Regions from separate parts of the Mus musculus genome. Here regions 2, 3, 4, 5 and 6 are each linked to region 1. A link is a contact called in public promoter capture Hi-C data. All regions are on one chromosome and are shown on one strand. Each heading gives the region's core, a stretch centred on a gene start, on an enhancer-like site or on the middle of the called end of the contact. The rest is flanking DNA. Distances are from core to core; before and after follow the strand shown.

Region 1 (3,471 bases), core at 308-2,807:
AAACCTGGGAGGTAGATGAAGGTGTATCAAGAATTCTAGGTCATTCTTAGCTACAGGGACAGTGCAGCTAAGGCCAGAGTGTGGGGGGATAAAAGGAAAAGTCGGGAGCCACTCAACACTCGAGTTGTAGTTAGAAATTGTAAGAATTAGCCTGGTGTGATGGCGCACGCCTTTAATCCCAGCACTCAGGAGGCAGACGCAGGCGGATTTCTGAGTTCAAGGCCAGCCTGGTCTACAAAGTGAGTTCCAGGACAGCCAGGGCCATACAGAGAAACCCTGTCTCGAAAAAAACAAAAAAAAAACAAACAAAAAAAGAAATTGTAAGAATTAAATGCAGCTGAACAGGGTGACCTGGGACCTTAGTTATTTCCTGAGGGAGAAACTGATGCTCAAAAACAAGAAGCAACTTGTTCATATTCAGAGGCAGGAGAGAGATGCAAATCCTCTCCTCCGCCCTTAGGTGTGGGACTCTGTAAGTCACATAGTTCCGAGCGACAACCCATGCTTTCCAGTATCCCTGTGAAGGAAAAACGAGACCAAGAATGATAGCCAGCACTTAATGGTATTTCGCTCCGGCTACTCTCAAGTCTGAGAGACAGTGTTCTTGATCTGCAGTTCGAGTCCCACACACCCGTCAGATTCCAAAGTCCACTGGGCCCGAAAGCCTGGGAATCCCCCGATCACTGGGGGTAAGCTCCAGGAAACTAATGACTCAGAGTGCTTCGCTGTGTCCCTCGGCGTCTTCCACCCGCCTTACCCACACACATGCGCCCGATGATTCGGCAGCCGGCGATGGATGCGTGCACCACGGGAATGGCATCGGAGAGCTCACCCTCGAACACACTGTAGAAACACGGATTCGCTGCTTACTGGGGTGGGTCGCTCTTTTCAGACCTCTCGCTCTCCGCCTCCCTTCCCTTCCCGCCCCGGCGGCTCGGGACCAGAAGCTCTCGCCTCACCTATAGAAGTTCTCTGAGCCTCCGATGGCCACCAGGCAGTAGGCGTTTGTGAGTTTGGCAAAACAACCGACCTCACAGTTGTTCTCGAACGACGCTCTGACCGCCATGAGAGAGGCTGGGGGGCAGCACGACTGCGGGTTCTGGGCCGACAGATCCACTCCGGAGCCGGGTCAACCAGCCTCGCCTCCTCAAACCCCGCCCTCTCGGGCCCCTCAGATGCCCGGGCGTGCGGACGGATCCCTCCTGGCTCTCCTGCCCCAAGTCCTCTCGCCCTGCGACCCGGAACTGACTTTTGCCGCCCAGAGTCCCAACAGCTCACCAAGCGACTCCAATGTCTACACGCTGCAACAACTTCTCCCGTAACTAGCTTTCCGTTTCCGCCTCCTCCCAGGCCCGCTTCCGGGAGCGCGCAGGAGCCGGGCGGAGCTGCTGGTCACTCTAGCCCCACCCTTTGGGAGGACTCGATGGTTACTAGGTGACTCCGCCCGACCCCGCCTCCTGCACGTTTTCTTGCTTTAGGTTTTTGGCTTCACCTCCTAGTGGGTCTTTTTAGAAGGAATAATCAATCAAACCTGAGGCTGGGCAAATGAAAAGATGAGGAAATGAGGAACCGGTGTTGTCTGGTTGGAGCTGGATTGATTGGAGGGCTTTATTTACCGAGTAAGGACGGGAAAAGGGCGGATTTGAGAAAGAGGATAATCACACCCCGGCCACGCGGACGGAAGTGGGAATCTGGACCAGTGGCAAGGGTCAAGGGTTGAAGATTGAAATTTGGCATAGAGATCAACCAAGAGACCAGGATAAAGTGGTTGGAGGAGGCATAAGAACCATAGGCTGAAGAAGACAATGGAGACGGGGAAATGTGTTACGGAGAGATTGGAGGAGAAAGGGTTCTAGGGTAAGCAAAGATCTGAGAGCTGACTTGCTTCCTTGATGTGTTTATCACGCAGTTTATCACCCCATCAGCAGCCCTGGGGATAGTGGTATGGCCCATTTTCATAGAATAAACTTGTCTCAACTAGTGTAGAATATACAAAAGTCCCCAGGGTGTCTCAGAATGCCACAGTGGAAGGTAAAAGGAGCAGAGAATCACTTACCGCAGACTGTCTTATGCCATTCATTCTTCTCCAAGAAGATCTGATCTGAAAGGGGCATAAATGGCGCGGCGCCCTTTCCCCAGCCCCATCATACAGTCCCATAACCGAGAACACATCAGATTGCTACGGGGTCTAGCCACAATTGCCTTTATTGATTAGTACCATGCACAGTCTCCTGCAGGTGCTAAGTTCAGGAGAAAGACCCATGACCAGCTGCAGCCCGAGCTTCCAGAGACATTCAGCAAGGTGGTCTGTGTGTTTGTGTCTAAGTGTTCAACTACGTGCTCTGCTTATCTCCCCCAGCTCACCCCAGATCCGCTCATTGAGCCCCACACCACTCTCTGGCTTACTCTACCAAGAACTCTTAACTCTCCTCCACCTGGCTCTCCCCCTGTCCTTCAAGACCAGCCTCCAAGTCAGCCTCTCTCTGATAAGCTTTGTCGATCGCTCTACTATCTCCATGACCCTCTGTCCCTAATACAGTTTTCATCTAATACATCTGTCTTGTTCTCTGAGGTTTGTGCTTTTAAGCTTCAGCCCTCAGAATCTGCATCTAAGTAGCCTTTCGGCTCTAGGGAATGTTCAGGGTGAGGTTGTGAGCACAGCTTGGTGCAGAGTTAGGATGAAGAGTCATATGTGTATTTATAGTTTCTGAGTCTCAGGGGGGCTCTGCAGTGTGTACTAGAAGCTTGAATTTTCTGTGGCCATTCATTTAGGCAGACCATATTGATTATGTACCTGCAACAGAAGTTTTATTTTTGAGTTAATCAGAGAGCTCTGTATACTCGCTCTATGCATCTATGGGTGTACCTAGTCATTGTTCTCTGTGTACTGTACGGGCATCTGAAACATCCTTGTAGTGTCCATGTTTTATGTACATAGAAACACAGGAACTGCAGATTCTATGTGTTGTGTCTGGGCAAACAAAATTCAGATTTAGAGCCAGAGGACAATGGACTGGCAGAATTCCCTAACCTGTCACTTGATTGGATCTTCCTCCAAATTAACCATCCAAGCTCTGGACTTCAGTGCCCATTCTTATAAAATGGGAAGAATATCAATCGTCTGTTCTCTTTGGCCTCTGTGACAGAAGCAAGATGTCAAAAATGAGCATCATCCTTTGGAAGGCATCACAATAAGGCACAAACCTCGGCGCTGCCTCTGTGGCTCTAAGGCGACCACCTTCAGAAGTTGACCTGTGGAGAATGTGGCTGTCCTACCAAGTGTAAGAGGAAGTATAACGGGAGCGCCAAGGCCAAGAGACCAAACACTACTGGGGACTGGGCGGTCAGGAACATAAATTTGTCTGTCACAGATTCAGACTCGGATTCTGTGATGGAGCATCCCCAAACAGGGCAGCCACTGCAGCAGTCTGTTCATCTTGAGGATTTTCTACCAGTCTAGTTGCAAAGGCT
Region 2 (3,471 bases), core at 489-2,988, 1.7 Mb after region 1:
GAATTGTGACTGAAATGTATCTGAGGGACAGGACAGGAATTAAGATTTTTGGCTTTGACTCTGGGGCTGGCCAAAGACAGCTTAATTACACAGAGGTTTTGAAGGAAGCAGGCTCGCTGCTGACTCCTTACTAGATATCTACTTTCAAACTTGGATCGCTTCAGGAGCCAACATCCCAAAGGGCGAGCCTCTGAGCTGGCAGCTAATCTTCCCCAGGAGATTTAAATGTGTATACACAAACATAAGACTAATTTACCAAAGTCTCTTTTTTCAGGTGACCACTGACTTCTTCCATATGCCTGAGAGACAATGTTTGCCACAATCTTCTCTGGAAATAATCCTGTCCCCCTCCCTCCACAGGGCTCATACCACACCAGGATACAGATTCCTGAACATTCCCAGGGCAGAGCCAGAAGACAGAGAGGAAGGCAATACAGGGCTCTTGGTAAATCACACAGTCACAAGCTTGAATGGAATGCGTGTATTTCAAAGAGAACAAGTAAAAAGGGCAGCCTAACTCTCATCCCCCTAGAAATAACAGGTAAGAAGTTAAAGTGTTCTGTCAACAACTTTAAGATGACCATTTTCAGATCGAGAATTGATCTGGTTCCTGGAAACTGACCAAGGTTCCAGAAATCCAATCTTTAAACAGGAACTCTGGCCATTAATGAATCTTGACTTAAAAGAAACAAGCCAGCTCAATCTAATGCTTGCCAGGGGCACATAAAATGGAACTTTTTTTGGGTCCTGGCTTTGGTGTTGCAGTTCAGATGGCTGACAGGATGGCTGGACCATGTCAGACAGGGCAGAGCTGTCCCCAATATATCAGTTCCCTGAAAGGGACAAAGAAGATCCGAACCTATAAACAGAAATAACCTATAAACTAGAACGGGCCCCAGTTTCCCAAGTAAAAAGAGACAAGAGACTTAGAAGAAACCTAAAGGTGGTTTGGCAGAGAAAGGAAAAAAAAAAAAAAATCGACTGTCCCCATCCCCCATTCTTCCTTTCCAGCCAGGCACTCCGTTCCTTCTGCTGCCCTTGAGTGCCACTCCCCACAAACTGGAGAGGGAACCGGTGTCCAGACTCGACGAAAAGTTGGTGGAAGTGAGAAGCACACGGGACCCGTAGCAGATGGTCACCCTATCACTCCGGACACAAAAGAGAGCGTTCGGGGCCCACTTCTACTTTCTCCCCACACTCCTTCGGATAAGGGTGGGGGAAGAAAAAGAAAAAAAAAGGGGGGGGGGAGAGAAACTGAAGTGGCGAGGAAAGAGTGTCCAGCCTCCCAGAAGCTGAGCCCCTCGCCAAGGTCCGGAACAGAGGAGGTGGTGGTCGCGCCCGCCCCTCCCAGCCCCGTCCCGGGAGCGCGCTGACCTTGGAGGCCAGAGTGACAGCTAAGGAACCCCGGAACCCACCCAAGGGACGGGAAGGGACCACCCCCAAGGCCCAGGTTGGGACGAAAAGGGGAGGTCATCTGACGCCAGACAAGGGTGCGCCCGACCCCGGCCGCGCGGAAAGCCCCGGCGAGAGGCCAAGCGACGCCTAAGGTGACCCCGGAGGGCTAACATGGCGGCGCGGCCGCACCGAGCGCTCTCACCCTGCCCAGGCGGGCGACGCCACGATACCTGCGAGCCCCACCATGGCACTGCCGCCACTGTCGCCGTCGCCGCCGCTGCTTGCCTCCACCTTAGCTCGCCACCAACGCCGCAGGAGCTGGGGAGACGCCCCCTTCGTCTTCTAGTGGAGCGGTCCAAGGACCCCCGGTCCAGAACCGAGCTGTCTTCTGAGAACGCCTGACAAACTGGCTCAAAGCGAGGCTACTCTCAGACACTCTCCCCTCAGTATCCGCCACGAAATGTCCTTTCTGAGTTTTTAGTAGACTTGAATAAAATTATGGGGCGCTAAGGTCTTCAAACCCGTGGAATATTTGGTCAGGCGTATCTTAGGCAGCCCCGAACCTCCGGCCCATGGTCCCCTTCATGCATATGCAGCAGATTGTGATTCTTACTCTTTGAGAGCTCCGCGGGCGAGCGAGGTGTAGTTACGCTGATGAGCGTAACTCCGCAGAATCCTTAGCACCTTGTGATTTGTGTACTTTGGGAAAACTTCTCGTGGCTCAGATCTGGCCCTTCAACCACGGGCTGAGGACGTGCTTCCTCCTTGGTGAGGAAATGGCTTGCCCCAGGCTTGTTAATGTCTAGATGAGTCAGTGTGGTCACTTACTAGCTTATTAGCCACGTTCCTGACCTCATACTGTGCGCAAGCGCAGTGCTAGAGGCTAAGGAGGTACAATTCTACTCCTGACCCCAATTTTCTCAGTCACCAGGGTGAGAGTGAGTGTCGGGGGATAGTGGAGAGACTACCACCCAGTAACCACTTGTAGTCGCACCAGTACATGATTTGTAATTAGGCATCGTGGAAGGCACTAGGAGGCAAAGTAAAGAGAGGAGAAATGAGTGGAATCCTGGTGTCTGGAGTGGGCGAGGGTTGGGGCCGTCTTAGGCATATTGAGTTTGTGCATTGTGTGAGTGAGGGGTCTTGTTCCAGACATGGAGGTGACAACCCTAAGGGTGGAAGGTGAACAAGGAATATGACAGGTACCTTGGTCATGAATTTGAATTTTTGTCTTGAGAGACATGGGAAGCTATGTTCTTCGAGGCAATGAAAAGAAATCTGGGTCTCTCCGAGGCCATTGACTTTCAGGGTTAGAAAACATGAAAGTGAGGTTTGGGACAGGAAGCCAGTTAAGCAACCAGAACATCTTTCCAGACACAAAGTCATGGTGACTCAGACAGGTAGTGACTAAGGGAGCTAGAAGAGATCATATCAAACTGGGTGCGGGAAGCACATACTGAGGCACAGGCATTGACTCCTAAGCTGTGGCTGTAGGGATGAAGAAGAGGTGAAGAGCCCTTGGCCAGGGTGGAAAGGCCCGAAGACAGGCTGCTAGGGGACAATCAGAAGTGGGACAGAGAACTCAGTAGCGGAAATGCCTGGGCACACCGTGGATGGAGAGAGTGGACCTGTATAAGGGCTGGTGGGCCTCCCTCAGCACACGGGTCTTGGTAGTGTCTAGAAGCCAAGGGGATCCAAGGCAGGAAGGAAGGAGGCCAATGGTGATCTAGGGAGGAGCTGGGAAAGGAACTGCAGAAGCGGGGTGCAGCAGACTCTCTTGTCCCTACTGCCACAGGCTGGTCCATGAAGCAGGGGTTCCGTGGAGTGGAGCTGGCTGGTGCTGACTCACGTGGGAGACTTTGGACACCTTGGATTCGGGAATGAGATGGCTCTGTAGCCTGTTCTTCATGTTGCCTCTCTCTCTCTTTCTTTCTTTCTTTCTTTCTTTCTTTCTTTCTTTCTTTCTTTCTTTCTTTCTTAACAGTAAATTACTGCCTTAAAAAGGAGGGGCTGGCGAGATGGCTCAGTGGTTAAAAGCACCGACTGCTCTTCCGAAGGTTCTGAGTTCAAATCCCA
Region 3 (3,471 bases), core at 426-2,925, 1.5 Mb after region 1:
CTACATATCTGGAGTGATACTGAAGAGAAGCAGCATTGCTGTATTGCAAAATTCTACATGTTCACAATAGTTAATTAGCACACATCTAGGCTGTCATCAGAACGCAAGGGCTGAAATATTTCCTTCCTTTTAAAGTATTAAAAGTAACATTTCACAGAATAATAATAAAGAGTAAATAAGATAACATATGTAGGGTGCTCAGTACTCTTTCTGCCTATATTGTGAGCTCGGTAATCAGAGCTACACATTAGTTCTGGCTTCCATTTTTGAGTCTGTTAAATTTGCAGACCAGCGCATCCCTCAACCCTTCCTGGAGTAGACAGCAATTAACACGGAGACCCAAAACTGGTCAACACACAGAGAATAAGAGATCTTGGGACACTCAGCCCTAAATGGGATGTCTACAGCATCCCCTTTACCTCAGGGCTCATGGGCGTGGGTCTATGTGGAAGAGGAGAAGGATTGTTTAAGAGCCAGGGGTGATAAACGGCTTCCAATAAGCAGTTTTTCAGGGATTGTGTCAGTATGCACAAGACCCACAAAAGCTCAAGCCATACAAAACACAGAGAAGGGGGAGTGGGCACAAAAGACCCAACTGTAGCCAAAACTATTCATAACTGATAGCTGCTGGGAGAGGGAAAATCAGTTTTCTTCAGTGGAGTGACTGGGTATATCAACCACTCTCCAGGGCAGGACTCCATGCTTAGTTTGTTTTTTACTTTAGAAAGAGGAAAAATAGAGCATGAGTTGGGTGTGTAGGGAGTTGGGGGAGGATATGGAAGGTGTTGGGGGAAGGAAATGAATATGATCAAAATATATTGTATGAAATTTTCAAAAAAAAAAAATCAAACATTTTAAAACGCTCCTCTCCGTTACCTGTATAGCTCACAGGTTTGAAAACTGGATAAACCCTCACTCACCAGCCAATTATTAATAATCTAAGTAATGCATTAACCATAATTTCCCAAAGTGGATAAAATCAAATGTTACGATAACGCTCCCCTCCCAACCGGACCCTTTTAAAATTGGCCGGGCTGCGGGAGAGAACCGTGAGTGACAGCGCGTCCGGCCAGTCACTGTCACTGGCCAATCAGAGGTGGCCCCGTCTTAGGCCCGCCCCAAGGCCCGGCCCAATCGGGTCCCGGTGGCGGCGTGAGCAGGGCGGTTGAGAGGCGGTCGGTTCCAAGTGGGTCCCGGCGCGGGGGAGAGGACGGCTTGGCAAGCAGGACCCGTGAGTGAGGTTCGCACGCCGCGACTCAACTGCCCCACACTGCGGCTGCCGGGCACGGCCCTGCCAAGCGGGACCGCCGCGACTGACCTTTGCCGGGAGCCCATTCTGGCAAGTGGCGTGTGCCGCGGGTCCCTGGCGTCCCCTCCGGCGCGCTCTTGGAGCCACTTCCCGGAGCGGAAGTCTGCCTGCTCGGGCTCCGGTGGGACCTGCTCGGAGGAATGGCGCCGCCGGGTGAGGCGTTGCGCATGGCTCAATAGTGGGGCCCCGCGGCCGACACGCTTTGGGGAGCGGGGCGTCGCCCGCGGGAGGCTAGTGCGGACCACACGGGCGCCGGCTAGGCGCGGTTCCCCTCCCCTACGGGGCAGGGGCATGGGCACGGGCGCTTTCGGGGTCGAGCGTGTGGCGGAGGCTGCGAGCTGGTGAAGTGCTGGGGACCCGAAGGGTTGGTGGCGGGGCGTGCGACGTGGGACTACGGGTCCCCGCAAGGCCGAGCGCGAGCCCGGGCAGCGCGGAGCCCGAGCCTGGCCTCCTCCATTCATTCGAGTAGTACCAGCGGCCTACGCCTGTCACAGAGAGCCACCCCTGGCATCATGAAAGCTTTTGAGCATGTCACTAGACTTTCTTCGACTTCTAGGTTCCTTTTCCCTGACAGGGACAGGAGACTCACAGGTCTGTCTGGGAGCTGAAAGCCTAGGGTATGAAGTGATATTACGGGTGCAGACTTGTAACCGGCCACGTATTGATTGTGAGAACAGAAGCCAGGGACTCAACAGCTTAGTTTCTCATCTGGTATCTGCTTCGCAAGAGTTGTGTTAAATGATATTTCTGTGCTTGCTTTTAACAGTGCCGGGCAAAACTCAATGCTTGGTAGATTCTGAGTGGATAGGTGGGAATCTTAGTGTATTCAAGTCACTATTTTATTTGTTGGTAAAGTGGCTAAAGTCAGAACTTGCATTGAAACTTAAGTTTGAGTTTCAGTTATTTGTCTCAGGGCAAGGGAGTGGGCACCTACTTAAGAACCTTTTTTCTTTTCTTTACTTAGATAGGGTCTAGGGAGCTGGGAGTTGGTTCAGTGCAACTTGTGGATCTGAGTTCAAATCTTAGCACTGGGTATGGCTGGCTGCATTGTGCACGTAACCCCAGCATTGGAGGGCAGAGACCAGCAGATCCCAAGAGGTAACCATCTAGTCTAGCAAAAATGGTTCTAGATCAGTGAAAAGGCCCTGCCTCAAGGCAAGAAGGCATAGAACATCAGAGGAAGTCATCCTGTGTTTACTCTGGCCTCTGCATGCCTGTGCACTGGCATACACTTATGTGCATGTACCACAATACACACAGAATAGGTAGGGTCTTACTATGAAGCTGGGGCTCCAGCTCAGACTCACCATCTTGCCTCTGTTTCCCTAGTCCTGGAGTGACAGGTATGAAATAGTTTACAAACCATTTCTTGGTTTGTAAAATGCAGAAAATACCCACCTCACTTGGATATTAGAAGGCTTAAAGACTGGTGCAGTGCATACAAAGAACTCAGTATAATTTGGGCCTACCCATTCAATTGAGTGTTCAAGTACGAGCCAGAAAAGTTGCTACTGTGCTTAAGTGTAGAAAGATTCAGCTTCTGGCACAGAGGCTATAAGGGGATTCACAGTTTAGCTGGAGGAGCGGTGATCATAGTCCTTCACTACATCAAATCCCTGATTGCCCATTGGTCATTGGGAATTTTGCCAAATGCCTCGATGTCTCTTTCTCTACATCTTCTTAGCCATTGGCAATTCTGATAGGTTTTAACTTCAAATTGTGGCAAGACTGACTATTTCCTTAGCACCTCCACCTCTGTTCCCTTATTGGCTCTCATTCTTTCTGTATTTGGAGCATGGCAGTATCCTCCTACATAGCTCCTCCCCCTCCTCCTGTCTTCACCCCTGCTTAGGCGGGTGTAACGGGTATAACCCAGTATTGTCTTCAGCAAAGCAATCCTGTTAAATTGCTTGTCAGATCGCTTCCCTACTCAGAGCTGTGCTGTGGTCCCTTCTTTCAGTTGCCTTCTTTCAGTTGCCTACAGGTCCTTTGGATTGGCTTCTGCTACCTGTTAACATATGAGCTCCAATCCTGTCTTTGTATCTAGTTTTCTTGTTACAGTTTCTCATTTGGGCCTTGAGAGATCACTGCATACAGAACACATTCCTCCCAAGATACCAAGACACCTGTTCTGTGCTTTATTTTCTCTCCAGTGCCTCTCT
Region 4 (3,471 bases), core at 685-3,184, 1.4 Mb after region 1:
TCTCTCATACTTTCAGATTCTCCCCGTTTTCCGGTTATGAACCTTCTTTTGTAGATCACTATCTTTCATTAAGTCTATTCTGCCTTTTGCTGAAAACATGTGAGTTAGTCTCAGGTACTTTTCTCTCATAGGAGTATAGACACGTGTACAACAGTTGCTCCCTATTTCCTACTCCCTGACCAGCAATTATTTCGCTGGCAGTCTGAGTCAGAGGAATCCTATATGTGAATCCTGCCCATGTGTATAATGAAAGCTTTTGTACATCTCAGTTAGATGCTGAAATAGTCTGTCTCCATACCCCCTGGGGGATGGCTCCTGTACTCCAGAAGATAGCAAAATCCAAGGATGTTTAAGTCCCTGATTTAAAATGGCAATGCATTTGCACATAACCTATGATCATCTCTAGATTACTTGATGTAAATGCTATATAAATAACATTACATTGTTTGTGGAATGACAAGTCTGTTCATGCTCAGGACAAATGTAATTTTCCCCAAAGACTCTTGATCTGCTGAATGCATGGACATGAATTCCACACACATGCCAATACAAGTCTACTTCTACACTAAGCTTATGACCAATCTGGGTTTCTATATTAGAGTGACTCTAATTCTCTAAAAAAAAAAAAAAGGATGTTGAGCTGTAACACCACCAAGAAAACAGGTATAGTAGTCACTGTCCTGCTGTAAAGACAAATTTTATATATGTGTGTGTGTGTGTGTGTGTGTGTGTGTGTGTGTAGTCTCAGGTACTTTTCTCTCATAGGAGTATAGACATGTGTACAACAGTTGCTCCCTATTTCCTACTCCCTGACCAGCAATTATTTCGCTGGCAGTCTGAGTCAGAGGAATCCTATATGTGAATCCTGCCCATGTGTATAATGAAAGCTTTTGTACATCTCAGTTAGATGCTGAAATAGTCTGTCTCGATACCCCCTGGGTATATATATATATATGTATACACACACACACACACACATATATATCATTAACATATGTGTGTGTGTTACTGGGAATACCTAATAATGATAACAAGCACCATTTATTTTATTCAGAGCCAGATACCACATCAATCGTTAGAGCAACGGCCTGGCAGAGAGGAACGTGGGGCTGAGAAGAGCTTTGTGTGTGCTGACTTTGATCTATCTAACTACAGTGCATGGTATAAACGAACTAACTGCTACACTCGATTAGGTGGAAGAATGGAGGAGTTAAAGGGCTCAAACTGCTGTACCAGGTTGCATGGCAAACTGCGTCACCTTGGGCGCTAAATTAACTTCTTACCGACCCCACTTTCTCCCTCTGTGGAATGGGGATCCAGTGGTGTTTCAAACGAGTTGGGGAAGACATAATCAAAGGGCTGAGCAGCGATGAGTAATTCATTTTACCGCGGGATCAGGTCTGATCGATTTAACGGCAGCACCGCGCCGTTTGGGGCACTGGGCGGCGCGCAGAAATCAAGTTTGAAAGTTGGGAGCCTAGGGAACCCCCGCAGAACCGGCGGCTCACTTTCCGATCTTCGGTTTCCCGCCTCAATCCAAATGGGTGGGTTGGCCGAGCTACACCCACCCTTCCCTCCCCGCACTCCTCGGAGACCCTCGTAGGTGGGGAACTCCCACCGCCCGATAGGCTTGGGGCGGGGGCGGGCCGGGGGTGGGGCCTGGCGAGGGTCGGGGCCGCCGCCCACCTGCCGCCGCTCACCTCTAGGCTGTAGTTGCCGCGGATGGCCGTGAAGTCATCCAGGGCTTCGGCCGCGCTTCCCTCGTCCAGGTTCAGTTCCTGGCACAGGGCCTGCAGCGCCTCCCTGGCCGCGGCGACCGCCGCCGCCCCCTCGGCGTGGGGCTCGTCCTCGAACATATCCCCCTCCGGCCCGACGGGCGGCGCGACCGGCTTCGGGGTTTTCTTTTCCCTCCCGGCGAGCTACCCACAACCCCCCGCGACAAAGCGCGCGAAAATCGCCTTCTTGAGCTCGCCTTCCCTTCATCGTCTGCCTCCGCTTTTCTTCTCAAAAAGTCCCTTTCTCCTCTGGAGCCCGCAGCAGCCCGTCTCCCGGAATGGGATAAGAAGATGGACCTCGGACTCTAACGGAGATCTAGCTCGGGCCCTGGGTGGGCAGCTGCGGGGCTCCGGGCCGCGGGGACGGACGTGAGAGAGCGGGGCGGAAGGATCCGAGCCGGTGCTGAGGCTGCCGGGACTGTAGCTCGCGCCCCGCGCTCTCCACCGCGGGTTCCCTGGTGTGGGTGACTTGGGACTGCGAGTCCGTTCACGCTAGTGGGAAGCCTTCTCCATGACACTGTCCTGTGGACCCTAGGTTTGTCAGCTCCCCGGCGCGCCTCCAGCCCGCTCTCACTGAGCTTTGACCCTCGATGGAGGTGGAGGCGGGAGCTGCCGAAAGTGGCTTCTTCACGTAGAAGCGCCACGTCAGAGACTCCCAAATCTCGCCAGAAAGGGATGCAGGGACAAGGGTTTGGGGTGACGGGTCTCAGCCTCACTCCCAGGATTCTGGAAACTGTCCCAGTAAATAGTCGTTTCAGGAATAGAGATGGTCCTCGCGCTTACCTGAAAGGTGTTTTTAAAACCTAAACTAGAACCTGATCGTTTTCACTCAGAATCCTGCACGAGATCATTTTTTGTCTTTAAAATACAGAAAAATAATAGCATTCAGATGCACCAGGTAACTCGTAACCTTGGGAATATCAAGCTAGTTCTCAGTCGCAGGAGGCTTTTCTCCGTGTGTGAAAATGCTATTGTGCATATCTTTGCATACCTTGCTCTTCATCATTTAAGTCTAATTTTAACCTTCTCAGGCCATTACTGAGCAGTACATCTATAAGCTGACACCTAACTTCTATTTCATCGTCTCCATTGTACCTTATCTGAAATTGTCATACTTATTGATCAGCTCTTCCAAGAGAGTTGGATGGTAGGATAGAATCGTTTGCCTTCACTGTATTCCCTGATTTGGATTATTTCTCTTCTACACTAAGGACTTGGGGCAGTGTGTTTGAAAATTACAGAGTAGTCCTTGTTTGGATGAAGGAGTCACTAGAGAAGAAAACAGGGACGTCAAGGCAAGTTATGAAGGAGTTCCTATGCCCCACTAAAGCCTCATGGTATACTCAAAGCAGAGATTTTAACATGTTAATGATGATTAATTTGTTTTGGACAAAATCCACTGCTGCGGGTATGGCCTCGTGGAGACTACCAAGTTTGGAGGTAGTAGAGTGTTGTCTTACATGACGTATCGGAAGGAATCGTTGAATTAAAATACAAAGGTGTACTGCTCAAGGAAGAGTCCTGATATAGGGAGATGGAAAGCTCTCTAAATCCCTAATAGGCAAATGACAACAGACCAAAGAAATAGCTCCAGCCTCATCTAGCTTTAGTGAGACGGTGAATTAGTTTACTGGGGTTACATAGAGGAGTAGCAGGGGTGACTCAAAGGCATTGCATCATCAAAAAGCGCATTCTG
Region 5 (3,471 bases), core at 716-3,215, 1.3 Mb after region 1:
CTCCTGGCCAGGGCACTCTGGGTGTTGTGCCAGGCCATCAACTGTCAAGTGCAGACAATACTGTAGCCTCTTCCAGCAGCGGCAGTGCAGCCCGTGAAGATCCCAGCTTCCCACACCAAGGTCAAGAAGCCAGGGCAGGACTGTCCCCATAGCTGCCACCATGTCAAAGAAGAGGCAGCCAGAGCATGGGCTGCACCTAGGTGCCCAGTCACCGACGATTGCTTCTCCCAGACAGCTCTCCAGGCCCACACACAGAGGGAATACCCCTAACCAGCAGGACAGTTTCCCTCTTCCCACAGGGAGCACGGGCCAAGTCTGCCCAAACCTCTCTCAGAGGGGACAGAAGACAATATCCTGGGATTGAGGAAGTGGCCTCTGAACCAGTTCTCCCACGACATCATCCTCCCAGGCTGTGGGACCGTTAGACTGGGCGGAAGTGGACTCGAGCCAAGGGGATGTTCCCAGATGTCACGCTTTCAAACTGGATCCGCCCCAAAAGGCAGGCGAGGACAGGCCTGCCGGGGAAGCCCTGGGTAAGGACTTAGGATGGTGTTCTGCCTCTCCTTGCCAGGGGATAGCACGGTTTCCCTGGCAGCCTAACACACGGACATTGGTTCCAGAACAGAGAGCCGAGAAAGCCTGCTGATCTGGGACCGGGGTCCTGGGCAGGTTAGAGGGGGGGAAGGTCAGCCTTGGCTGACTATCCCCACTCACCCATCAGAACGTGTCCTCTAAAACAGTTTTACCGCGGGTGGGAAAGTGCACATTGGGGTCCTTTACTCGGTGTCTTATCCATAATCCTCCTCACCGGAAAAGTGGGAAGAGAAGGTGGGGCACTCTCCCTGCTTGGTCAGCGCCCTGGACTCTTGAGCCCGGATGACCAGTCCTCTCCCGCCCCTGCGCCTCCCCCATCCCCCCCAGGTCCCCACCTTGAGATAGTCGTTCTCGGAACGCAGCTCTTCCAGCTCCCGCACCAAGCCTCCGGGCCCACAGTCCAGCATCTCCTCGGTGAGGTCGGAGAAGGCTAGCGAGGCGCTGAGTGGCAAGCGGCTGCTGCCCACCGACGATGCGGCCACCGACGGCTCATCCGGGGAGGCGGGAGGCCGCGGAGGCTGCTGCCCCGACTGCGCTGGCTGGGGCGGCTGCCCGGTGCGGGTCCCCGCCGGGCCGCCCGCCGCAGACTCGGCGTCGCTGCTCAGCGCCAGCTCCAGGCCCAACTGGCGCGCCTCCTCCGACGCGCAGTCCGACACCTCGGAGCTACTGTCCGTGAGGCTGGGCGGCGGCGGCGGCGGGCGGGGCCCGGTACCGGGACGAGGGCGACCCTTGGCGCGGACCCCCGTGCGCACCCCGGCCACCCGAGGCCCCGTGCCTCGGGTACCAGGAGCCACCGCGCGCCCCTTCTTGTCGGGCCTCGCCGAGGACGCGGTGCCACAGGCTGTAGCGGAGCCCGGGCCTGTGCCGCGGCGGCCTTTGGCCAGAGACCAGCCGGCCACGTCCTTGGGCCGGGCTGGTGATGGCGCGCGGTGGCTTTTCTTCCTCTCCGCGGCGGGCGCGGGCGCAGGCGGGGGGCCGTAGCCCCGCGCCGATGACTCTCCCGCTGGCGTCTCCATCGCGGCCTCCCCGGGTCTCAGCGAGCGGCGCGCATGGCCCGGGAGTGGCCGGCTTGGGTGTCCCTGCGGCGGGTCTCGGATGCGCTCCCGCCGCTCAGGCCGCGACTGCGCTCCGGTCTCCTGCGTCCGGGGGCTGCGCTCGGGCCCTGCCCCGCGCCGCGCGGCCTCTCCGCCACTCGGTGCTCTCAGCGCGCGGCCCGATCTCCTCCAGGCGCCGCGACTCCGACTCCGGCTCCGCCCGGTGCCCGCCCCCTCCGCCTCGCCGCGCCCCCGGAGTGCGCCCGGACCCCGACTGCAGCCTGCTCGGCGATCGCCGCCTCGGACTCCCAGTCCGGCTGAGGCCAGGGCCCCGGCTCCGCCCGGCGCGGCCCGCCCCCCACGCAGCCCCGCCAGCTCCCCGCCCCGCCGCCTCGGCTCGGGGGCGCGCGGCTCGGCGAACAAAAGGCGGACGCGGCGGGAGCAGCGGGGAGGGACGCGAGCGGGGAGCGAGGGAGGGATCCGCGAGGCAACAGCGACCCCCTCGAGGGTCAGGCGGGCCCGGGCAGCCGCGGCCTCGGCTCGCTCCCGCCGCTCCGGGCCGCCGGCCGCTCCTCTGCGGGCTGGGGGATCACACCCGGCCGAGGAGCCTGGAAGCCCGGCGTCGCCGTAGGGGCCTCGTGGACGACAGGAGAGACTATTCCCTGGCAGAGGCCCCGCGGACCTCAAAGGGCCGGAGCCAGCATCCATGCACACCCAGCACCGCGCCGCGCGCCCCTTGTGGGTGCTGAGCCTGCGCGAACTCCGCCCCCTTTAACTGGGCATGACAAACGACCCCATCCTATAGAACCTTAAACTGAACACGACCTGGCACGCGGTCGGTTCTTGGTCTGAGAAGGAAGCAGGATGGATCCTACAGAGTATGCTGGACTCCTTTTGCCTCGTCTATCTGTCCGCTGCCATTGGAACCGTGGCGTTCCGCGTGCATCTTGGATCTTGCACACCCTAGTTGCCTATGAACCCGGGCATAGTCTTGTCTCCCCGACCCCAATTTCATGGTCTTTGCGATTAACTTCAGGCTGTGCCTTGAGGATGCCAGACCGTTAGGTGCTTAGGGGGCAGGTTCTAGGCCGGTTAGGGGCTGGCATGGGACTGTGACCCTGAATACCAACAGGGTCAGATTGACTCCACCACAGACTCCAAGGCCCCAGTATTGGTGGGCATGGTTTCTTTCCTCTTGAGCTATTCAGGCTATCAGAGTTAATTTCTCAGAATCCCTTACACCTTCCTCACCTCTGCCCTCTCCACACTGTGCCTAAACCATAGTAAGTTCTTTGGCCCTGGGAAGGCACTCATCAGCATGGTAGCTGCCCAGTCTCTTGCCACCCAGAAGGTAGCTCGTACACACACACACACACACACACACACACACACACACTATGCAGCCTCTTTTTCTTCCTTTAGACCCTTCTCGGTCTTTCTCTCCCCTTCTCTTTTCCCCCTTCTTTTCCATGGGTTCCTCGTCCTCCTCTTCTTCCCTCATCTTTACTTTGGCTCCTCCCCTTTCTCCTAACCTGACCTACATCATGGCCAACTAGTTCAAGGTCTACTCCTTTTTCTTTTATTGACCCACCATCCACCTCGAAGTACAAGCAGGTCTGCCTAGCACCTGGGAACCCTGAGGACCCTGGGGAGTCCTCCTACACCCAAGCCGCGGAGTCCAGTCCTAGCCTGCTCTAATGGGTCCATTACAAGTTCATTATCGTGATTGTCCCTGCTCTTAAGGGGCTCATTGAAGTGATACAGAGAGAATGTGCAGTTCTTGAAACTTGTTGCTTCCTATAGAACATGGGTTTTTGCAGTGTGAGGGCATATGCATGAGACC
Region 6 (3,471 bases), core at 639-3,138, 1.2 Mb after region 1:
CCTGCTCCACTATCGGGGAGACTTCTAGATGCAAGACCATCATCTGCAAACTTTCAAAAACAAAAGGGTGGACTAAGGCTGATACAGGATAATCTGAAGAGAAATATAAAGGGAGGGACAGCAAAGAGAAACTGGAGGGCAAGAGGACCAACAGAATAGCAATAGAACATTAATTACCCTTTGAGTAACGGCAAGGAACAGCTGGAACTCAGTTTTTTTTTTTTTTTTTTTTTTTTTGGCCAACCAGGACCCAGGCATTTGGGGGTGCAAAGACTGCGCCTGACCTGGCCGGGGATGGGGGTGGGGTTGGGGGGGATCTTACTGAGGATAAGACCCGGGCCTGCAGCCTGCTATGTATTATTTAATTCTAGTTAGGAAAATTAAGCAGGGAAGATGAAAATTTTGTGGAGCCTTTGAAGTGTGGAGGAGGATTTGCTAAGGGAGGAAAAGGCAGTTTGTGCTAGTTATTTTGGGGGCAAAAAAAAAAAAAAAATCAACACATTTTTATAGCTGTTCATTTGGAACTCAAATCAAAGGAGGTGTCTTAGATTCTTCACCACCGTGTCAACGCTTTCTCGTTTTATCTTAAAGCCTGAAAATGCTCAAGACCAGCTTTGGAGCAGAGCCAGAAAGTCCCAAAAAGAGGTGATACTGGCTAAATCTGCTCTGTCACCTCCACAAGTCCAGCCAGCCCAGCCAGCCTAGTCCTGACAGCTAGAAAAGAAATGCTAATTATACCTTGGGGGGCTGGGGGGGGGACACCCTGGGGGAGGGGAGTGGGGTTGACGCAGGAGAGGCTTACTGTGTTCTACCAGGGAGCCACAGGGGAGAGCCTCTCAGCTTAAGCCATGAGGCTCCAAGTCTACCTGTGACATGCAGGAGAGCTCTGCAGGGGGAAAAAACGGCTTCGAGAAAAAGAAGGGAGAAAGCACTGGATAGGGAAGCAGCGAGGTACAAAGGTGAACCGATCTTAATAAAACCTTTAGCAAGATCCCTGGCACAAAGCGAGTATTTGGGAGGGAGCCAGTTCACGTTAACATCGCGATTGTTATCACAACAGCATTTCCACCGTACTGACCAGAAGATAATTCTATTCGTAGCCCACTTTTACGACCTTTAAAAGCAACTCTAGATAAATGACAAGTGTATTCCCCACCGCCCCAAATTTAAAGATACAAGGTCAAACCCCACCAGCTCTGGCTGTGAAAGCCCCACCGCCTCTGAGTTAAGAGAGCTGGCCGTGTCACTTGTCAGTTGCATGACCTTGGACGCGACATTTCACCTCTCCGTGCCTCAGTTTCTTTGGCTACAAAGTGGGCTTTAGACAAACCGTGGTCCTGTGGTCCCAGGAGAGAAGAGTGCCTCTGTGGCTTTGGGAAGAAACCCACAGAAGGCGAGTCCAGGCCCCTGTCAAAACTCTCTGGGCTGTGAGGGGCAACGGGGTAGGTGGATGCTCAGCTCTAGGAGCTCCGTGCTCCGCCGTGAGAGGCGGAGAACGGGTGACAGCCTCAGGGGGTTCCAGCGACGGAGGGTGCAGACCTCTGTAGCGACGCCGGACCCCAACAGGTCACACGCTGCCCTCCGCCGACTAGGTACCGGCAGGGGCGCGGGAGGCCGGGCTGAACGCGATAGGCTCGGGGGGCTCAGAGAAGGCCGACCGCGAGGACCCGGGGCTGGTCGCGTGGCCATCGGTCCGCAGCGCACAGAGGAGCGACACCCGGGCGGGCGTACCGCGCGGCGCGCCCTCCGCCCGCTGTGGTAGAGGCGCTCACTCACCTGAAGCGCTAGCGCGGGGCCGTCAATCTACAGCAGCAGCGGCAGCAGCAGCAGCAGCAGCAGCAGCAGCAGCAAGGAGGGGGGGCGCTGCGCAGCGCAGGCGCGCTGAGGATGCCGGGGGTTTACGCATGCGCAACGCGCCTGCTTACGCTAGGAACTACAGACAAAATGGTGGTCAGGCCTACAGAGTCTCTAGCAGCGCCATCTTGGCTGTAGTTTTTCTTCTTGCGGTGTCCCGGAGGCTGTTGCTCAGAACTGCCAGGAGGGGATGTGAAATGTTTTCTCTGCACACCTACCTCTCCCTCATGGTTGAATTATTAGTAAGCTCTTATGGGCCATGACATACTTGTTTTAACAAGGTTTAAAGCTACACTCAAGATCATCTGGCACTCCTGAGCCTCAGGGATTCGATTTCCAGGAATCAAATTCCTAGTCCTCTTCCATCTTTTACAAATGGCAGCCATATTATTTCCTTCTTGAGTAGAACAAGAGAGTTGGTTACTTCACACAAAACAAACAAAAAACGACTGAACATATTATTGACTCAACAATTAAAGATTTTCATTGTTAATTGTGCATATACGAGCATCTGTGCAGGGCAGTGATGTTCATATAAATGTAGCAGATTCCTACTAAAGACAGCTGCAGAATGTTGAAATGGGAGATTACAGACATGAATTCCAGTCCTCTCTACGAACAGTGCACATCTAAACACTAAGTCATCTCTCCAGACTAGAATCAAAACGTTGCCTGCATGTGCTGGCAACTTTTATGTCAATTTGAAATAAAGTAATTTGGGAAGAGAATCTCAGTTGAGAAAAGGCCCCTAGTAAATTGGACTGTGTAGTGTATTTTCTTAGTAATGACTGATAATGGGAGCACCCAGCCTACTATGGGTAGGTGGCCCTGGAGGGGATAACAAAGCAAGCTGAACAAGCCATGAGAGAAGCTGGGAAACAGCACTCCTCTATGGCACAAGGGTCACCATACCTTTGGGAGCTGACTCTTTCACAGGGCTTACATATCAGATATTTATATTTGATTCATAACACTAGCAAATTAGTTATAAAGGAACAACAGATAATTGTGTGTCTGGGGCTCACCTCAACATGAGCAACTTATGTTATTAAAGGGTTGTAGCATTAGGTAGGTTGGCCTATTATCAGTTTCTGCCATCTTCCTTCAGTGAACTGTCTACCTAGAAGGGTAAAATTAAACAAACCCAGGCCAGGCCCAAGCCAATCTGAATGAAGGCAAAACTAGTATTGAAGGCATTTTATTACATGATTTATATTTTTTTTTTTTTAAGATTTATTTATTACATGTAAGTACACTGTAGCTGTCTTCAGACACACCAGAAGAGGGCGTCAGATCTCGTTACAGATGGTTGTGAGCCACCATGTGGTTGCTGGGATTTGAACTCTGGACCTTCGGAAGAGCAGTCGGGTGCTCTTACCCACTGAGCCATCTCACCAGCCCCCACATGATTTATATTTAACTGTTAACAAAGCACTGAACTGCAAGTTTACCCTCAGTACATATTACTGGCTAAATTAGGAAACATTGCCAATGTTCTATAAATGACACAAAAAACAAAGCCTCTCTCATAAAGCTGTGAATAAGCATAAACCATGCTTGGAGCTCAGTACCACTGAGACAGGCCAACACAAACCACTGGCCTAGCAGCTGCTGTGT

The links. Promoter capture Hi-C pulls out the DNA fragments that hold promoters and counts their contacts. Capture Hi-C pulls out chosen DNA fragments and counts their contacts.
Region 2: a promoter capture Hi-C map of liver shows a contact between it and region 1, with 2.6 times the contacts expected there. The contact joins the promoter of Blcap here to the promoter of Eif6 in region 1. A contact is called at or near these places in 1 of 39 promoter capture datasets (pre-B cells) and 1 of 9 other capture datasets (liver).
Region 3: a contact with region 1 is called in a promoter capture Hi-C map of pre-B cells, with 2.5 times the contacts expected there. The contact joins the promoter of Mroh8 here to the promoter of Eif6 in region 1. A contact is called at or near these places in 2 of 39 promoter capture datasets (liver and pre-B cells).
Region 4: a contact with region 1 is called in a promoter capture Hi-C map of pre-B cells, with 2.2 times the contacts expected there. The contact joins the promoter of Rbl1 here to the promoter of Eif6 in region 1. A contact is called at or near these places in 1 of 39 promoter capture datasets (pre-B cells) and 1 of 484 Hi-C or Micro-C datasets (CD4 T cells).
Region 5: a promoter capture Hi-C map of adipose tissue shows a contact between it and region 1, with 4 times the contacts expected there. The contact joins the promoter of Soga1 here to the promoter of Eif6 in region 1. A contact is called at or near these places in 1 of 39 promoter capture datasets (pre-B cells) and 1 of 9 other capture datasets (adipose tissue).
Region 6: a promoter capture Hi-C map of pre-B cells shows a contact between it and region 1, with 5 times the contacts expected there. The contact joins the promoter of Ndrg3 here to the promoter of Eif6 in region 1. A contact is called at or near these places in 3 of 39 promoter capture datasets (liver and pre-B cells), 1 of 115 datasets of contacts at active chromatin or transcription factors (pancreatic cancer cells) and 1 of 9 other capture datasets (liver).

The regions. Positions count from the first base shown.
Region 1 is chr2:155,825,368-155,828,838 of GRCm38.p6, forward strand. It overlaps Eif6 (eukaryotic translation initiation factor 6), which reads right to left and starts at 1,558. Exons shown (of 6, transcript NM_010579.2): 1 at 960-1,558; 2 at 758-843. The coding sequence starts at 1,066.
Region 2 is chr2:157,564,623-157,568,093 of GRCm38.p6, forward strand. Blcap (bladder cancer associated protein) reads right to left here and starts at 1,739. Exons shown (of 2, transcript NM_016916.3): 1 at 1,626-1,739.
Region 3 is chr2:157,277,874-157,281,344 of GRCm38.p6, forward strand. It overlaps Mroh8 (maestro heat-like repeat family member 8), which reads right to left and starts at 1,676. Exons shown (of 25, transcript NM_001039557.4): 1 at 1,319-1,676. The coding sequence starts at 1,602. It overlaps Rpn2 (ribophorin II), which reads left to right and starts at 1,225. Exons shown (of 17, transcript NM_019642.4): 1 at 1,225-1,462. The coding sequence starts at 1,450.
Region 4 is chr2:157,202,600-157,206,070 of GRCm38.p6, forward strand. It overlaps Rbl1 (RB transcriptional corepressor like 1), which reads right to left and starts at 1,935. Exons shown (of 22, transcript NM_011249.2): 1 at 1,701-1,935. The coding sequence starts at 1,856.
Region 5 is chr2:157,077,300-157,080,770 of GRCm38.p6, forward strand. Soga1 (suppressor of glucose, autophagy associated 1) reads right to left here and starts at 1,966. Exons shown (of 15, transcript NM_001164663.1): 1 at 930-1,966. The coding sequence starts at 1,610. It also overlaps a transcript of Tldc2 not described here.
Region 6 is chr2:156,990,223-156,993,693 of GRCm38.p6, forward strand. It overlaps Ndrg3 (N-myc downstream regulated gene 3), which reads right to left and starts at 1,889. Exons shown (of 16, transcript NM_013865.2): 1 at 1,777-1,889.